2 separate regions of the Cricetulus griseus genome follow, and region 2 is linked to region 1. The links are chromatin contacts, called in public Hi-C maps. All regions are on one chromosome and are shown on one strand. The core of a region is the stretch at or near the end of the contact, and the rest is flanking DNA. Distances in the headings are between cores, read along the strand shown. Region 1 holds the start of Plcl1 (inactive phospholipase C-like protein 1). Region 2 overlaps Plcl1 (inactive phospholipase C-like protein 1).

Region 1 (3,317 bases), core at 87-2,586:
GGATAAAGGCAAATCTTCTAGGGGTGCTAGGGGAGTCTGGGAACATTTTCCCGGATGTGTGTTTTCTGCAGCGCGAAAACTCTGAGCTCTTCCTTCAACCTTTCTGTGCTGCAGAGTCCGCTGCAAACTCTGCCTGCCTACCTGCAAAGTTCAAACCTTTCAGGATTTCAGCACCATTTGTGTCTGGGGGAGATTTCCCACACACACTTGAAAGTAAGCTGTGCTTTGCCTTTGCTGTTCAGGAAAAGCCAGCCCTCGGCCGGAGAATGCACAGCCACCCCGCAGGTCTCTGCATTTATCCCAAGTCCTCTCCCTTCCTCCTCCCATCCACCGGTTTGTGAAGCTCGCTGAAAAAAATGAGGGAAAGCATCCATAAAACCGCAGAAGCGCAGAGCGCAGAGGGGAACTTTTCCCCGGGCTGTCAGAGGGGAAGTCACTTCTGCTTCTCAAGGCCAAGAGCTGAGTCTGGGAACCTCCGGACTAGGCAGGAAGGTTTGGCAGTGAAAGAGGTGGGAGAAAACAATGCCCAGCCTGCTATGCCTGGGGCAATGAACATCCTGCCGGGGTCCCCTATCTCCCCAACACCCACACCCATGCTCTGGGCTGCTGCGGCTCCGCTTACCTTGATGATGCTGCTGCGTCTGGGGGTCGCTCGTGCAGCCTCCAGGAGGCCGGCCTCGCTGTCCCCGGGGGCTCCCGCAGCGCCTGGCAATGCGACCCCGCTGCGACGGTCCCTCATCCGGCCACCCGAGACCGCGGGTGCAGCGTCCCCGGAGGCAGCGTCGGCGGCGACTCGGGGGTCGTCTTCGCCTCCGGCAGCGTCGAGAGGCGCCGGACCCTCCCTGCCAGCCGCGCCCTCAGCCATGGCCAAGCACGTTTCGGGGACTCCCGGCGAGACAGCACGACCGACACCGGGTGTCCAGCCCCTGGCACGGGTGCGCTCGGGCACCGGGAGGAAGCCCCGCTGGACTTTGTCTCAGCGCCGGACGGCGGCTGCAGCAGCAGCCGCAACTTTGTAGAGAGGAGACATCGCGGAGGCAGAGGCGTCCTCGGGCTGTGGTCCAGGAGGTCAGCCGGCCGGCGGCGGGGGCGGGGAGAAGATGCGAGCGGGAGGGAGAAGCAGGAGAAAAGCAGCGGGAGGTACCGGAGGAGACGTGATGCAAACGCCCGCTCGGCGCAGACAAAAGGCGGCGGGCGCCCGGCCAGGAGCCTCCGGAGCTGGGACGCGCGCCGCCGCCGGAGCGGTGACTGCAGACGGGTCACCCGCCACCTGCCCGCCGACGCGCGCGGGCGGCCCCAGGAAGTGCGGCGGCGGCGGCGGCCTCCACTCCGCTCGCCTGTGACACGGAGGGAAGACTTGTTTTGACAGCCCGTAGGGATTGGCAGGCGCCTGGACCTCTCAGGAGCCGAGGCTCGCCGGGGGGGTTCGGCTCGACCAATCCTCACTGCGGAGGGGTGTGCCCCGAGCGCGAAGAATGGAATGTGTTCTGGAGCTCCTTGCCCGCCCGGCCCCGCTCGCCCGCTCGGTACTAGGCGAGGGTGCGCGCGCCAGTGAGCGCACCCTCAGGCACTCAAAGTACATTTTAGGAAGTTTAAAAATGCTAAAGCAGCCTGAAGGTGCACCGAAAATGAGGCTTGGGGCATGGGGGCAGGGAGAAGCCGGAGGAAACACTGCAAAACAGAAAATCTGGAAGAAAGAGGGTGTTAAGTGAGAATGTCAGAGTGTTTGGTGTGGTGGTGACACTTGGCACGGCCAGGAATTAAATACAGGCTCTCCTGCCAATCCTTAGAAGTCAAGTTCATGCGGAGATAAACTAGGGTTTACTAGAACCCTGGAGTTCCACAATTTGCTTCAGGTTCTGTGAGCGGATTCTACCTTCACTCTGCAATCTGACTAAATATGACAAGGAGTGGGAAGAAAGGGGTAAGAGGAAGCAGAACAGCTAAAACCCTGGGGACGTCACCTAAGGAAACACCAGTAGGATGGAAGCCACAAAACTACAAGGTCACTGGCATGCTTAGTCTCTACCCTAAAACGTTCCTATATCACAAGGGTTTAGCCTGATTTCTGCGTCTAATTCTAAATAAATCCGTTTTGCACCTTCCACCAAGATAGTGACCAACAGGAGAGATCTTTGTGTGGAGCAGGAATTCAATGGAATTAACCACACCACGAGCAAATGTGGACAATGGCTCTAAGGTCCCTAGAGAAGACAGCATTTTTATTTAAAAAAAAAAAAAATGGGAGCACTGAGGTCTGTATTAAACCTCACTTGGAGCATTAAATGTATTTCAATTACTAACTATTTCGTAATTCAAGGTTTTGTTTTTCCTGACTCTGCCAAGAGTACCAAGGAATTCTTCAGCCCTGCAGACCTGGAAATTTACTAGAACCCTAGCATTTTAAGGATGCACTGGGTTCGTGGGAGACATCTAGGACAGCTTTTTATTTAACAGAAGAAATGAGCTTTGTCTAAGACTGGTTAGTGCAGACACTGACATTAGTTCTGCTACCCAGCTCCTGGAAACATCTCTTCACTTTTTTATCTAGATCGCCTTAGGCTACAAACAGTCAGAACTGGATAGGGCTCTTGGGAAGATTCATATTTGACATTTACCATCTTCTGGGGGAGACTGGAAAGACCTGAATGTTCCTTTTCTTCAATGTGCTAGTGATGAACAGCAGCTCTGGTTTTAGAAGCAACACCGCCCTCTAGTGAGATGATGAGAACTACATCCAAAATAGCAAGTGCTAGTTCACAACTGTGATATATAGAAAATATTTTTATTTTGTCCTCAGAAATATAACCGATTTTAGGCTATTATTTTTCTGGTACTCAGTCATGTCTAACTTCTGTCTTTTACAGATTTCCACGTTTCAGTTTTCTCTGTTTCTTTAATCAAATTTCCATTTGTGAATTGTCCTTTGAAGATGGTGAAGCTGCAGTTATCTTACTGGTCACCTTCTGATACATTATTTACCAGCATTTCCTGGCCCACAGGTTTGTGTGTCTTTATACTCATTGTAAGGTATTAAAATTAGTATCATCTAACAGTAAAGGTCAGGACTTTCAAATAAAGAAAGGCCAGAAAGTAAAGCATATGGTTTGCAAAATGTTTTGTCTCAATTCCAAATGTCCGAGCTGGACTCTCGTATCTCCTCTTCACTAGCAGTCTTCCCTCATGCCTTCTGTGAACACAAGTGCACCGGAATTGATAAAGACTGAACCTCTCTTCATGAAGATTGTCTTACTCACTTGGCCTTAAGAAAATTAAAATATATGTAGAGAGGGTTTTTGTTTGTTTGTTGTTCTGTT
Region 2 (3,615 bases), core at 180-2,679, 290 kb before region 1:
TTCCAGAAAGAGCAGAAACGGACTCCCAAGAGACAAGGGCTTTGAATCTGTGGATGTTAAGTTCAGGTTTAGCACAGTAGTGTCAAACTGGGAAGATGAACACCTTGAGTGAGGTTTTTTTTTTTTTAAACAGGCTTTTTAGTCACACAGAACAAGGGTTTCAGAACAAGGGTTTGTCTTCCTGCTTGCTAGTTAGTCACATTGTCTGGAGCCCACCTCCTAGCCTCCATACACCAGTTCATCTCTGTGCTCACCTTCAGGTCTGCCCCAAAGGAGCTGACTCAGCATTCTCAAAGGAACAAAGCATGACAGAACAGTGACTTAGCAGAACTCGGAGATGACACTGTGTGAGCCACAAATATTTCACTTGAGGAGTGTGAGTATTAGGGGTCTGGGAACTTCCCATGAAAGTAAGAGAGGAGCTTGTGTATGTTTGAGTAACACAGAGCAGTTGGTCAGGTGAATAGACAGGCAAGAGTGCACCTGGGAAGAAATGGTCCTGAAGCTGCATTGGGGTTGGGGGAGGGTTCTCTATGAGCTGGAACTCCAGGCAAGTGCAGACCGGCAAGGGAGGGGAAGGTGCAGAGCCAAGAGAAAGCCTCCTGACCTTTGACATTTCCAAGTCAAGAACAGAAAGGCTTTTCTTCCATTTGAAAGACAAACAACAAATCAATTCTCTCATCCAAGTATAGTCTGATTATTTATGAAGTGTTTTTATTTTAAAGTCCTTAAATAAATTCAGAACCTTGGTTTATTCAGGAGACTAAGATCTGTTCTTTGAATTTTCACTTATCAGATCATTATGCTAGACTTGAAAAGAGGACTACATGCCCTAATAATATGAGATTCAACAAAAAAATTTATTTTCTTTTAGCATAGAGTTAGAAGTTAAAATACATTTGTTGTCAAATTTGTCTAAGGTTAAGATCTAGCTGAGTAGCAACTGAAATTTCCTCATTTGACCTTCTTTAGGTCTTTAGGCTTCTCTGTTGTGCTTTAATACACAACAAACAAATAAATAAATAAACAAAGCAGGTGCACAAGATCACCAGTATATCCTGACACTTATGGAACTATGGAAGTTCCCTCTTAAGTGTAATCTTCATGAGGAAAACAATCACAATATTACATAATAATTACAATGAACATGAACAAATGTTAAAGGCACTCAAAACTTCACAGTAAACAGAGGCCAGAGAGAAAAGGCACAGACTGATAGCTCTGCAGCTGCTATATGCCTAAGAACATTCATACAGATCCCATGTGAATGGCACCCCAAGAGTTTACTCATATATTGGGATTCGTAAATCTGTCTGGCTCCAGGATTAACTGATAGACCTCATGAGCAGGAAAGGAGATGACACCACCACAGACATTTCCAACAAGATAATTTGACTTGTACCAATGTTTAACTTCAGTGAAATTCCTGAACTTCCACGTGACTAATTGTCAAGGCCAGTACAGGTCAAGGATTGCTCTGCAAACAGCTTCTGGGTAGCCTTGACAAAGACCTCAAAGGAACAGACTTTCCCAGGAGCAGCTGTCCAAACACTAAAGATGTTTAAAAACGGACAGTAGCAATCATTTCACACTTTTCTCTCTCTTTCCAACCAGAGAAAAATTACTAGAACACAATTTTGCTATTGGGATGAAAGCAATACTTTTAAAGTGGCAATTACTAAGTAGAGATCACAGCAATGATTCTGTCCAAATTGACACAACAGTGATTTAGATGCAAAGAATATGTTTTTCAGAATCTGGAATGAGAAGCTCTGGTGATACCTGTAGTTATTGTACCATTTGTATAGTCTCTTATTTGTTCTGAGAACAGATTTAAATAGCTTAGAAGACAGTATCACTCTTCTATCACTGTCACCACTACCTCCACCTATTTTTGCAGAGCTTACAATGTCAGGGATCTGTGAGTTACTGATAACCAGAGACACCCCACATACACAAAGTATGTATGTTCAATTCACCGATAGTTCTTTTCAGTGGCATCCATTCTCTCCCCAGCTAAATTGTATCATACACAAAGGAGAGCAGGAAGGAAGTATCTGGCTTTCCCCCTTTCTGATTTCAGCTCCCGAGGCCTCTACGAGTTGACTCAGGACACACAATGTCCATTGTCAAGAGTCTTTAGTTCCACTTATTCACTGTACTTCTACTAACATATGCTTTCTTCATATACGAGAATTCACATGTTGGCTTGATTTTTAGCAATCACAGATAGCTGTTTCTTGAATACATCAAGGCCACAATAAGCATGAACCAGTTTCCTGCAACATGTGTAATAATAGAATGAGGACACGGTGTGTAAATTGCCATGCTCTCACCAGCAGGTAAACACTGTACAGTTATCAAGGGTCTGTATAATTATTCCAGAATAAATTCAAATTATAAGCTTTTAAGCAAAGTGGGGGAATAAAATACCAGTTTGGAAGTGTGCCTCCATAGACCATGAATAATTCTGAAATAGTTAACCTTCTTTATCTGTTTTTTCCCCATTAATACAAAAAAAAAACTTGATTTACTCAGGAATTGTGGAGGTATGGACAAAATTAGAATAAACTTGACCCCTGTCTCCGACTCAAAGCAACTGGAATTTCTGCTAAAGCTCACACTTTTAACACATAGTTTGTGTCTCTATTACAAAATGCCTGAGAGCAGCAACATTTTAGAAAGGAGATGCATTTGAGCTCTTGATTTCTGAGGTTTTAGTCCAGAGACACTCAACTTGGCCTTGTTGCTTTCAGGCCTTTGGCAGCAGTGGGAGCACCTGGGAGGAAAGTGCCTTCACCTCATAGGGAGGAAGAAGCAAAGAAAGAGAAAGGAGGTGGGGGAGGGGTGTGGTCTCAATGGTCCCCTTAAGGCCAATGTCAATGAAGTTACCTCTCTCCCTCTCTCTCTCTCTCTCTGTCTCTCCCTCTGTCTCTCTGTGTCTCTGTCTCTGTCTCCCCCCCCTCTCTCTCTCTCTCCCTCTCTCTCTCTCTTTCCCTCTCAAAAGTGACAAACCATCTCCTAGTGACTCCACAGGCTGACAACCAAGCCTTCAGCACTGCTCTGGAAATATATCAAGAACCACCCAGGACAGCCACATAATTTACACATGTGTGAGAAATATATCATTTAGCATGTTTAGCAAGAGCAGCGCAACCTTTTAATATGAAAGTTGTTTTCCATTGATTAGGAACTCACAGACAAAAGGACCCATAAACCACTTTTGCTCTAGGTGATTCATGTTGGCTGCTAGTAGAATGTTGATAAAGGTGGCAATCTTTTTATTCATGAGTGAATTGTATAGGCCTTCCATCTGGAGCACAATTAACTCAGAAGTACATTGAGAATAATGTCCTTTTTAAAAAAGTGCTCAAAAGAGTTTCAGTGTTTATTTTGGCTCACAGCTGCAGAGGGCTCCAGTCCACTGTAGATGAAAAGACACAGCATCTATTAGGGAAGGCCCAGTGGCAGAAGCAAAGACTGGCTGGCCTCACTGAAGCCACACCAGAAAGTGGAGGAAAAGAAGTTGGGCTGGGCTCCCAAACGCCAGGGTCCACTCCCAGTGACCCACTTCTGTGGAGGTTCTGATCCCTGAAGGTCCCACAATTTCTTAAG

The links. A called contact is a pair of places that touch in the nucleus more often than the background predicts.
Region 2: a contact with region 1 is called in a Hi-C map of liver, with 8 times the contacts expected there. The contact joins the enhancer-like site here to the promoter of Plcl1 in region 1. A contact is called at or near these places in 5 of 8 Hi-C or Micro-C datasets (the CHK-Q cell line, the CHO-K1 cell line, fibroblasts and 1 more).

Annotation. Positions count from the first base shown.
Region 1 is chr2:409,804,466-409,807,782 of CriGri-PICRH-1.0, reverse strand. It overlaps Plcl1 (inactive phospholipase C-like protein 1), which reads right to left and starts at 1,336. Exons shown (of 6, transcript XM_027396911.2): 1 at 623-1,336. The coding sequence starts at 865.
Region 2 is chr2:410,098,650-410,102,264 of CriGri-PICRH-1.0, reverse strand. The region is part of intron 5 of Plcl1 (inactive phospholipase C-like protein 1); the gene reads right to left. Among named protein-coding and RNA genes, the nearest start is that of Plcl1, 290 kb to the right of the region's middle. Within about 2 kb of position 1,429, at least 1 of the 6 cell types and tissues checked has open chromatin away from gene starts, as enhancers often do.